Regions from separate parts of the Mus musculus genome. Here regions 1 and 2 are each linked to region 3. The links are chromatin contacts, called in public promoter capture Hi-C maps. All regions are on one chromosome and are shown on one strand. Each heading gives the region's core, a stretch centred on a gene start, on an enhancer-like site or on the middle of the called end of the contact. The rest is flanking DNA. Distances are from core to core; before and after follow the strand shown.

What was found. Promoter capture Hi-C pulls out the DNA fragments that hold promoters and counts their contacts.
Region 1: a promoter capture Hi-C map of liver shows a contact between it and region 3. The contact joins the enhancer-like site here to the promoter of Abca8a in region 3. A contact is called at or near these places in 7 of 39 promoter capture datasets (the C10 cell line, cranial neural crest, embryonic stem cells and 3 more) and 2 of 9 other capture datasets (adipose tissue and liver).
Region 2: a promoter capture Hi-C map of liver shows a contact between it and region 3. The contact joins the enhancer-like site here to the promoter of Abca8a in region 3. A contact is called at or near these places in 3 of 39 promoter capture datasets (the C10 cell line, liver and macrophages), 2 of 484 Hi-C or Micro-C datasets (liver and nephron progenitors), 1 of 115 datasets of contacts at active chromatin or transcription factors (pancreatic cancer cells) and 2 of 9 other capture datasets (adipose tissue and pancreatic islet).

What each region holds. Positions count from the first base shown.
Region 1 is chr11:110,196,759-110,200,503 of GRCm38.p6, forward strand. Abca6 (ATP-binding cassette, sub-family A (ABC1), member 6) reads right to left here. Exons shown (of 39, transcript NM_147218.2): 24 at 248-421; 25 at 1-48. Among named protein-coding and RNA genes, the nearest start is that of Abca9, 30 kb to the left of the region's middle. Within about 2 kb of position 2,318, at least 5 of the 459 cell types and tissues checked have an H3K27ac peak or open chromatin away from gene starts, as enhancers often do. A contact at or near this core is called in liver, where this site is marked.
Region 2 is chr11:110,027,696-110,031,221 of GRCm38.p6, forward strand. It overlaps Abca8a (ATP-binding cassette, sub-family A (ABC1), member 8a), which reads right to left. Exons shown (of 39, transcript NM_153145.4): 33 at 3,350-3,425; 34 at 3,165-3,259; 35 at 2,586-2,705; 36 at 2,224-2,364; 37 at 436-515. Among named protein-coding and RNA genes, the nearest start is that of Abca8b, 34 kb to the left of the region's middle. Within about 2 kb of position 1,711, at least 58 of the 459 cell types and tissues checked have an H3K27ac peak or open chromatin away from gene starts, as enhancers often do. A contact at or near this core is called in liver and pancreatic cancer cells, where this site is marked.
Region 3 is chr11:110,094,052-110,097,279 of GRCm38.p6, forward strand. It overlaps Abca8a (ATP-binding cassette, sub-family A (ABC1), member 8a), which reads right to left and starts at 1,886. Exons shown (of 39, transcript NM_153145.4): 1 at 1,812-1,886.

The DNA.
Region 1 (3,745 bases), core at 1,068-3,567, 100 kb after region 3:
ATATGTCAAGAAGACAAGAGAGGCTGCACAGCCAAGTGCAAGAACAATCTAGGGATAATTCAGACAATGTCAGTTAAAGTGGAACATCTGGAGGAGGTTTCACATTTACATATATTTAAAAATATTGTATCATACTGGTAATCTGCATGTTGTTAAGTTTATCCAACATTCTCAAATATATGGGCAACCACCATTGCATTTTATTTTTAGTTACTGTGCAGAATTTGATCGACACCATATTACTTACTACAGAAAACACAATTTCGCTTGTCATGTCAATGTTCAACAGTTTTGACGTGTATGATGTGAAGTAGCTTGTGAGAAGCATTCCGCTGAAGAGGCTAATGTCCACTACTGCCTGTCCACACCAGTAGGCCGAAGGGTAGAGGCCAGAAATCCACAGCTGGGAATCAGCTTTCTTCTGATGAGAAAATACAGAATGGACGTCAGTTCAGTTGAATTGCAAGGTGTTTTTGTTTGTTTGGATTTCATTTTGTGGGGTTTTTTTTGGGGGGGGGGGGTAGTTAGAGCTGGCCTGGCATTATGCAAAAAGGACGACCTTTAACTTCTGATCTTGTTTCCATCTCCCAAATGCTAGGATTAAAGGCATGGGCCATTCTGCCTGGTTTTTCAGGAATGGGGATCAAACCCCTGACTTTATGCATGCTAGCTTGCCCCTCTTGCATGGTTCTTTCTGCGGAGGGTTGTGTTGCAGCATATTTGATCACATTGTACAAACCCCTAGATTGTGAACTTGAAACGCATTGTTGTGGCATGGCTCAGCCCTAGCACACACCTTTTATCCAAGAGCTTTCTATTGATTGTAAACAGGTTGTGTAGTGTGGCTCAGCCCTAGCACACACCATTAATTCAACAAGCTTCCTGTAAACAGGGTTAAATAAAGTCAGCCATAGGTAAAGTGGCAAAAGAGCAACCAGGTGACAGGGAGGGAACATAAGAAAGCCTAGGAAAAAGAAAAGAGGGTCTTTGGGTTGAAGGATATTTAAGACAATATGAAGCAGAAAAAAAATAACTCTTTTCTTTTTGGATATTGATGGAGTAGGAAGGTCAGCTGGGTGCTGTCTCTGCGTCTCTGAGCTAGGTAGCTTTCACCACAGTTTGGCTCCTGCATCGTCGTTTGGTAAATCGAACGTTTGGGGTTTTGTTTTAAAGGCAATAGGGTTGCTCTGAGTGTTCAGTCCTTTGTGCTTCTACATGAATTTTAGAATCACTTTTCTAACACTGTGAAAAGTACAATGACAATATCCTAGTGATCGAATCTGACAGAGTAGATGATAACCTTCGAATAATAGGGTTTTGTCAAATTTTATTCCTACCAGAAGTGTTACACTTTTTAAAGTATATTATATAATATAGTACTCATATCAAGCCTATGGGATTGAATTTGTTCTTAGCTCCACTCTCAGGCATTGTCTTAGAAAGTACTTAAATTTTGAATCTTGGAAAATCATATCAAATTCATGCCAAATCGTGTCAAATGTCTGCGTTTGCTCTACTATCCATTTTCTATCTTGAAGGTAAGATAATACCCCAAGTTCTGTTTTAGAAAATACCCTCTCCCATTCCAATAGCTACTGGGACTTAAATAGTGCCTCCAGTTAATTACCTTAGATAACAGCAGAAACAGTTCTCCATGCCTTTTTATCTTTTTTCTTTCCTCGGTGTGTGTCAAACTAAGGTGTGGTCGTTGGAATTCTGTCATTTTAAATCATGAAGTGAGGGTTCATCTTCAGAAATGTCAAGAGTTGGTTTTAGACATTTTTTTAGGGTCAGAGGCTGGGCTCTGGCTGCCCCCAGTAAGCTAGGGCTAGCAGTCCACCCTAATGTGCCAATCAAAGAGACAAGGAGTATCGAAAGGCAGAGAATAGGGATTTGTTCAAAGCAGTCACATCACAAAGACAAGAAAATGATTTTTTAAAAAAAGAAAGAAAGGTCTAGTCAGGGATATTGACATGAGGTTTAAGGTTACAAAGAGGACAAGTGGTTTGCATAACTAAGCAGGCACAGTGAAGGTGTGGGCCATTATAGACCCGCCATAGTCTCAGCTCTACCTCTTCAGCAAGGTGGTAAAGTTGTAAGAACTCTGTGAAATCTCTGTCTGGGGAACGAGACACTTTTCTGTCTGCAATCGAGCTTCAGACTTTCTCCTTCTGCCTTTCTGATCTCAACACAAAATGGGAGACTCCCTTTCTTAGTGGGGCTTTTTCTCTGTCTCTGCCTGTCTTGGTCTGGAGAGTGTCCTTGAACACAGGTGGCTGGCCTGGTCTGAAAAGTGACCTTGTACAGGGTTTCTGCAAGATTGTGTAACCCAGCACACAGGTCCACTCTGGCTTCCTGCCCACATGATAATTAGTTGCTGTATTATAACCAATCAGCCCTTTACCTGATCGCCTGATGTCAAGACCAATTAGCCCTTTCCACCCATACCCATAAAAGGCCCTTATATACTCTATCCCTGAAACAATAAAGTAGACTTGTCTCTCTGCAGTGGTCTCCAGAGGTCATTCCACTCATACTCCCCACTGTCCAATCCTGTTCTCCACTTCTGCTCCCTTTGTCCCCTCAGGCTGGTGGCCAACAGCCTTTGGGGAGACAGAGGGGTCACAGGAGGAAGATAAATGTTTGTATAATGTAGGATAATGTTATTGTGTACTGTGTAAAGACACCCTGATTATTCAAATGCTGGTTTCTGTGCCCTGTGTCTGGTTGCAATCCTTATTCTGAGATTCTCCTGTCTCAGTGTTGTGTAAACATTGCTCCCCAACTGTTCCCTGAGTGGTCCATAAAGAAGCTGCTCAGCCAATGACTGATCAGGGAGAAAATAGGGATGGACGTCCTCCCATCCAGGGGAAGGGGAAGAAGAGAAAGGAAATAGGGATTCGCCACTGGAAGAGTCCAGGCAAGACCATGAGAAGACACCTACAGACCAGAGGGCCAGATCAGTACTAAAAGGCAAGTGTCACTAGGACTTTGCCTGGGAGGTAGCCAGATGGGCTTAGAGGATTAAAATAGAGTGATATTGCTCAGTTGTTGTGCCCTTAAAGCTTGTTAAATAAGTATAATAGTAGTCTCGATTATTTGCGAGCCAGCTGGGTTAAGAGGAAGTCTGCAACATCTATTTAAAAAAAAAAAAGCTACTAATACTGTGAAAGCTACCAATCTCTTTTGCTGCTACTCCTGTGACCCTAGGCCGTCAGAGAGCAAGCTGTCACACAGCATTTATTTCATACACCTATTGCACGCACCAACATTCTTGCTTTAGGAACAGACCCCTCTCCTGTTGGAATCACTGTTGCGTGTTTGTTAGCAGTGGACCTAATGCTCTCAATAATCCCTGATCCCCTGGGAAGGATTCCACGAGATATTCAGTTATGTTCCCAAGCACTTGCTATTGTGAAACAGAAAGTGGGGATAGTCAATGTATGAAAAGCCCATGGGATGTTAATCTGCTCTTTGATACATATGGCATTTAAAAGATGAGTATCAATATTCAACTTAAATCATAGATTTCTGACCGATTTCTTCATGTGTGCCAAGTGCTGGGCTAGTGGGGGTCTTGTCATATAAATTCACTTTATTTGCTTATCTTAAAAAACCTATTACTGACATTGACTGGCTTGGCATTGTATACGTGTACATTTGTGGGGGTGGTTGAAAAGGCAAGATTTTTTTAAGGTAAATTCATAATATGTTATTATTGAAAATAATTACACATTGTGTTTAA
Region 2 (3,526 bases), core at 461-2,960, 67 kb before region 3:
GCGTGTTCTGAGCTACACTGAAGCCTCTCAGTGGATACCAGAGCATTCACACTTCTAGAGGAGTTTATAGGTCATTAGTGGCCTGAGCCAATAAAGTGCAATTTACTTTAAAAATATACACTTTTAATATTATCTCTAAAGTGAAATTGATTTTAGATCTAAAATAAAAACCTTCAAAGTATGGTGAATTTTGTCTTACTTTTGTACTTTCCTATGTGCAAAGTAAAAACAAAAATCAAACAAAAAATAAAAACAACAAACCTTACCACGCATATGCCCAGCTCACCTCTTTAGTTTTCTGCTTCTGTATTTCAGAAGGAACTGTGAATGCTCACAATTAGCCAGAATGTGCCGATTCAATTTCTCACCGCTGTGGGCTCTTTTAAGTTCTGGAACTATTTGATCTCAGAGTCTGATCTCTAACTAGTCTCTTACCTGTCTCTAATTTGAAGAAGGCCTGGGATAAAGGTTGCACATCTTCCCTGGGCAGTTTATAGACCATCAGAGAAGAGTACCTGGGAAGAAAGGAAGGCTGGGTTGGTCTCTAAGCATGTGGCTTAACATCTATGGCACCCACTACATTTCTTTTCATATATACGACTCTTTGGCATAATTGAATCTCTGAGAGTGGGGCCACTGAAGCCGGCCAGTTGACAAGAAGGAAGAGAGGGAAAGATGAGTGAGTTCAGTACCTCAGGCTCCTTGGAAGGACCCATGCAGGGCCTGTCTAGGCAACGTTTTGAGACTGTTCTTTCCCACCCAGTCTCGACTGGGAACACAGGCTCCTTTTACCATACCACAGCTTCCTAGAATTTCTACACTGGGTAGGAATCTACTTATTCAGTGCAGAGTCCACATTTAGGCACCTCCTCCCCCAACTCTCAATGCTATTCTCACCAAAGGGAACCCTGAGAGTCCTCAGGACACGAAACCACAATTTCTTGAGAAGGTCCCAGAGTTCATCAGTTGCTGGTCAGGCACCTATTGTTGGCAGATTAATAATCACAACAGACTGATTTCACGTCAAAGAATTTATTTCCTTTCATTTACAGAGCGTTCTATTTCACCAGCAGTGTTTACTGATTATGCGATCTAGTTTATACAGAATTAGGGCTCTTACAAACAGAATAAAAATAAGAGTTACGCTCTTTCATCAGTCCACGCCGTCATTATTATCCTACTGTGTCTGTATGAAGCTTCTATTAGTAAAGACACTGGTGAAATACAATTAGTTTATTCCTATAAGTACTGGGTCTTTACCCAAGCAATTCATCCAGCAGATAGTCTATGGCAAATTTGCTCTTTAGGTGTTAGGTTGCTCCAATATATCTGGAGCAGGGATAGGAATTACAAAGGCATGTGACAAATGTGGGAAAGGTACCTGTGACCATGCTTATGTCACCACTGCATCACCACACCCAAGTTAGAGTCTCCTCCCTGTTAAGTAAGGACAGGGCAACTCCAAGTCTTACTCAGGCGTGCTCATTGGCTTAAAACGGTTCTAACTTTTAAAGATCAGGGTGACAATCGGGTAGCCTAAGACCTAGAAAGAATCTGCCATATAGTTGGGCCACACCCATGTGACTTCAGATTTACAACCAGCCCTCTGTTCTCTAGTAGACTCCAAGCAGCATCCACACTTCAGTGACCTCTTTGAGGTTTTCTTGCAGTGTAAACATGACCCACAGTGTCTCCCAAGCCAAACAAATCCCAGGGGAAAGTGGGTGTGCTTTGCTAGATCAAAAACAACAACTGTGGGCTGGGAGGATGACTCAGCCAGGACGGCGTCTGCCATGCGAGCATGAGGAAGGACTTAAGTTTATGAACTCAGAACTCACAGAAAATGGATGTGGCTAAGTGTGTCTGTAATCCGGTACTGGCTGGGGGTAGGAGAGAGCTTGAGCAGAAACAGGCTTATCCCTAGAGCTTGCTGGCAAGCCAGTGTAGCAAGATGCTCAGCTCAGCTCAGCTCAGCTCAGCTCAGGGAAAGACACTGTGACGCCGTCTCAAACGATAAGACAGAGGACGATAACGGAAGGCAAGGGATATTGACTTGTGGCCTATAGCGTGTGTGTGTGTGTGTGTGTGTGTGTGTGTGTGTGTGTGTGTGTGTGTGTGTGTTTATGTGTACTCATGTTGGCAGACATGTGTACTCATGTGGACAGACAGACAGACTGACCGACAGAAATACATTCACAAGCACAACCCCGAAACTGTGCTTACCTTTCCTGCCGAGCAGCCTGGGGGAACAGCCTCATGATCTCCGTGTTCAAGGGCTCCACCTGCGAGGGGGTCTTCACCTTCATCTCCAGGAGATATTCTTTGCCGAATTTGCTCTTCAGATGTTGGATGGATCCAATACATCTGGGTCAGGAATAGGAATAACAAAGCAGAAGACAAATGTGGGGATGGTGCCTGTGAGCATGCGCAGATCGCCACTCAGGCTCCCAAATAGGTTTCTTCACTGTTAGTAGGGAAGTGGCAACTCCAACTCTTACCCATGAACACTGATTTTCTTTAAAAGCAAATTCGTTTCATCTGATCATCACAGAGTGGACACAAGTGGGATGAAAACAGGCACCCACCTCAGCCTCCCAGACACCATGATGGCCACGCGGTCACACACAGCCTCAGCCTCTGCCATGTAATGGGTGGTCAGGAGGGCGCCCCGTTCTGTGTTTGAAAAGGTGGCCTGGATAGCCTGCCTATATTGTCAAGAGAAGAACTGTGATGAACAGAAGTCCCCCGACTCTTCTGGACAAAGGAGAGAGGAGATGCCACGAGGCAGAGATGAGAAATAATCAATGCAGACCAAGCAAGATGGAGGCACGGAGGAAGAGGGCTGTCAAGTCGATTGCTAGAGAAACACTGGTGACACAGCAGAGGCTGTCAAGAGAAAACACTTAGAAGAAGGATGATTGAGAGCAAACATTCTGAGTAGAAAGGGACTGTCTATGAGACCGAACAAAAGGATTCAATTCTCCTAAGCTTAATTTTCCTTCATGGAAGTTGATTGTAAACCACCAGGAAACATAAGTACGTTTTCTCCCAAAATAATAGTTTTTAGGGATATGGATGGTGTTGACCACATTTATTTATGTTTGTTTAACAATACTGACACAATTCATGAACTCCCTACCACCATGAGAGCGGTAGATCCTCACCACATTTGCTGCTGCCCCTCGGGGTCCATCCCGGTGGATGGCTCATCCAGAAGTACCACAGAAGGGTTCCCCAGGATGCTCAGCACAAAGCACAGCTGTAACAAGAGAGACAGCCCATGAGGCATCACCTCAAGTGTGCCTCCCTGAGGTGTGCTCGAAGCCCTTCCCCTGAGTCCTGCATATACCTTTCTCTTCACTCCCTCTGACAGCGTCTTCACAGGAGACTTCAGCTGGTCCTGCAGCTTGAGCGCATCTGCCAACCTGAAGAGAGACAGTGGAACATCACCATCCTCTCCATGGTGAAGAGAGATGATGGGAGGGTGGGGCAATGAGCCTGGCCAAGATGGAGGCATTGGCACCAG
Region 3 (3,228 bases), core at 636-3,135:
CTTTCACAGCAACATCTAAACGAGCATTTGGCCAAATAGCTGGGTCCCATAGTTCAGCCAAGCAGGCACATGAAGTTAACGGTCACAATGTGGGGATTCATAGAGATATTTTACTCTAGCAGAACATTCCCTGAAAAGAGAAGTTTCAGAGCATAGTTAAATTTAACCTCTTCCCATACCTCCACCAAGAAATCACACACTATTCGAGTTCTCCAGCCTCTCTGGAAGCTGCACATAAAAGAAAACAAAGCAGGGTAACTCTTCATTAAGTTCATTAAGACTTTAAACTGTGGAAGGAAAGGGCTTGCTTAGACTGAATTACACAATCAAGTCACTTTAGCGAGAAATCACTTTTCTGGGAGGCTTGCCATGGCCATTGACTCCACTGTGGTGTCCTATGATGGTCTGTGCCAACTGGCTCTTATGTCTTAATAATTGGTAGAAATAACCTTTTTACCAACATGTTGCCTAAAACTGGTCGACCATGTTGTGATGGGATATTGGGATATTGCCATACAGATAGAGAATAGAAGTTTCCCTGCATGATGCTATCATCCCAGTCATGAGACAAGTTCAAACAGAGAAATGCCTATTTCCCAGGATAAAAATTCAGGTGTAGAGTTGATGGGACAGTCCCATTGGGCAGTAGTTGCACAGTAGCCACTCACAGCTTATTTCCAGAGAAGAAAACAACACATGGTTATATAATAAGGCTCAGAGGCAAGTCTTCGTACAAAAGGGTGGAGAAAAGATATCAGAAAGCCTTTTGGGCTGACAAATGGAGAAGAATGTAGTATTAGCAAAAACAAATAAATAAATAAATAAATAAATAAATAAATAAATAAATAAATAAATGTTTTAAGTCAGGGTGTCCAGAAGCCCCAAGAATTGCTCCGGGCAACGGGAACATTCTTAGAGAGATGGGATAACTTGAACCAGTCAAGGGAGCAGCCACAGCCCTTTGTAGCCAGAACTAAGACTAACTCTCTATCTCAGAGTTCCACTGCAAATCAGCCATGCAGCATAAATAAGCTCGGTAAAACGTCCCTCTTGTTTGCTTTTCCTTCCTTCTCTGGTTCCTAGATCCATGCTAGCTCATGTACAAGTAAAACTGAAGGCTTTGCTTCAGCGTGAGTGAATGTTATTGACTCTGTGCCAATCAACAAAACCCTGTTTACTGCAAACTCCTGCCGACAGCAAAGGGTATGACATTTGAAGTAATGCCATTGTAGTGAAGTGGCACATGCCTCAGTATGATTCAATACATCATACCCAACAAATAAAAACGTGCAGGAAAGAATCTTATGTTAAAAACAAAACAAAACAAAACAAAACAAAACCAACAAATAGACAAACAACCTGTAAGTCTGAGAATAACAGGCTGAGACATAAAAGCATTTCTCTAAATGCCATACTAAAGACTTCTCAGGATTAGAGAGAAAGTGTATTGGAAATGCCTGCCAGTTACTGTACAGTTCATGCACATGTGTGTGTCTAACTGCAGCTGGGCAGCAGATTCACATTCATATTCACACAGAAAATGCTTCCAGAAGACCTGCTTACATTTCTCACCATTACTAACACATTACAGGCACATTCCCACATCTTTACTTAAAACTAGAAAATATGACAATGTCTTTAAAACTACCCACAACTTCCCCTTGCAGACCACAGGAAAATAAACCCAGAAACACTAAAACTCTGTGCAGAAAAATAAATAATAACTTCTCCCTAAAAAGTTCTCATTGAGTAAATGAAATCTCACTTATAGTTACGTAATACAAACCAAACAGAAGCAAAAAGGAACTTACATTTGGAATGTCCGAAGAAAGTATCCTGAGTCTTGGCTTACCTCTGTTTCCCCACTCCAAGAGAATGGGTTCTACTTCTCCCCGGTCTCTATCACATCTGTATTGCTTTCATTCTGTTTGCCTGTTTTGAGCATTCCCAGTCAGCCTGACTGCTTTTGGAGGAAGATTGTGGTTGTAATTTTCTTGGCCTGCTGAGCACTGTATTCACGTGACCATTCTCGAACAAATCTCTTTTTTATTGACTTCCAGCCAGTTCCCACAGCAGAGAATTGCCAACCCTACTCATTTGACTAATTATAGTGTCAGAAAAATCTGTGTTGCCGAGGGAGTCCAAATTTGTAACTTTTCTGGGCCCTCCCCCAAAAGAAATTGACAGATTTCAAAAAATAAAATAAAATAAAATAAAATAAAATAAAATATTGTCCCTTAAAAGGCTCTGAGCTCTGGACTTATTCTGCCATGTTGAGGCAGATATTCTAATTATGTTTCAAACAGCCTAGAAAGCAATATCTTGATTTTTTTCCTATATCATATCTTCCATCCTGTCCATTTCCTCAGTTCCTGCTCTGGCCAGAATCAGTCAATAGACTCCATCTTTAAAATGTGCTCAACATTATGTGTTGTGTTTTATAAAAAAGAAGAAGAAGAAGAAGAAGAAGAAGAAGAAGAAGAAGAAGAAGAAGAAGAAGAAGAAGAAGAAGAAGAAGCAGCAGCGAAGGGTATGTTTGGTAGAGGTGCGATATGGTGTCGGGGAAGGGGATGCCTCTGGGGGCCCATGCTGAGGCATCCCTTCCCCCTGAGGTACCAGTTATAGTATAGTATAGAATAGAGTTTATTCATGGCATGGGGAGGGGGAGTTGAGGGAGTAGAGATAGAGAAAGACAGAGAGAGAGAGAGAGAGAGAGAGAGAGAGAGAGAGAGAGAGAGAGAGAGAGAGAGAGAGGAGTAGAGGCCATGAGCACAGGGAATGGCGAGAGAAGGGTCAAAGGGGAAAGAGGATAAGAGAGCAAGAGAGCAAGAGAAGTGAGTGAGGAGGGGTTGAGCAGCCCCTTTTACAGTGAGTCAGGCACACCTGGTAACTGTAGCCTAGAAGAAATGCTAACGTTATGGGTCTTGGGAAGTATGGCTCAGAACAACATTCACTCAGAACAACATTCAGCTACGTATAGGAGATTGAAAACCAAAAGTAAGGCAGCCTAAAAGGACCCGAGTTAGACAAGTCACAGCTTAATAGAGAGATTTTAGTAAGAAGGGAAGCGTGAGCCACTGCCCAGCTAATATTTAGAAAATTCTTTTTCGTTTTCATAGCTAGAAAGAAAGAAAAAAAAAACCAAAAATTAGTTTCTGTGTGTCAGTGAACTTTGAAAATACGAGTCTTCAAAAACTACTTATGACTTCAGATAACATTCTCTGTAGT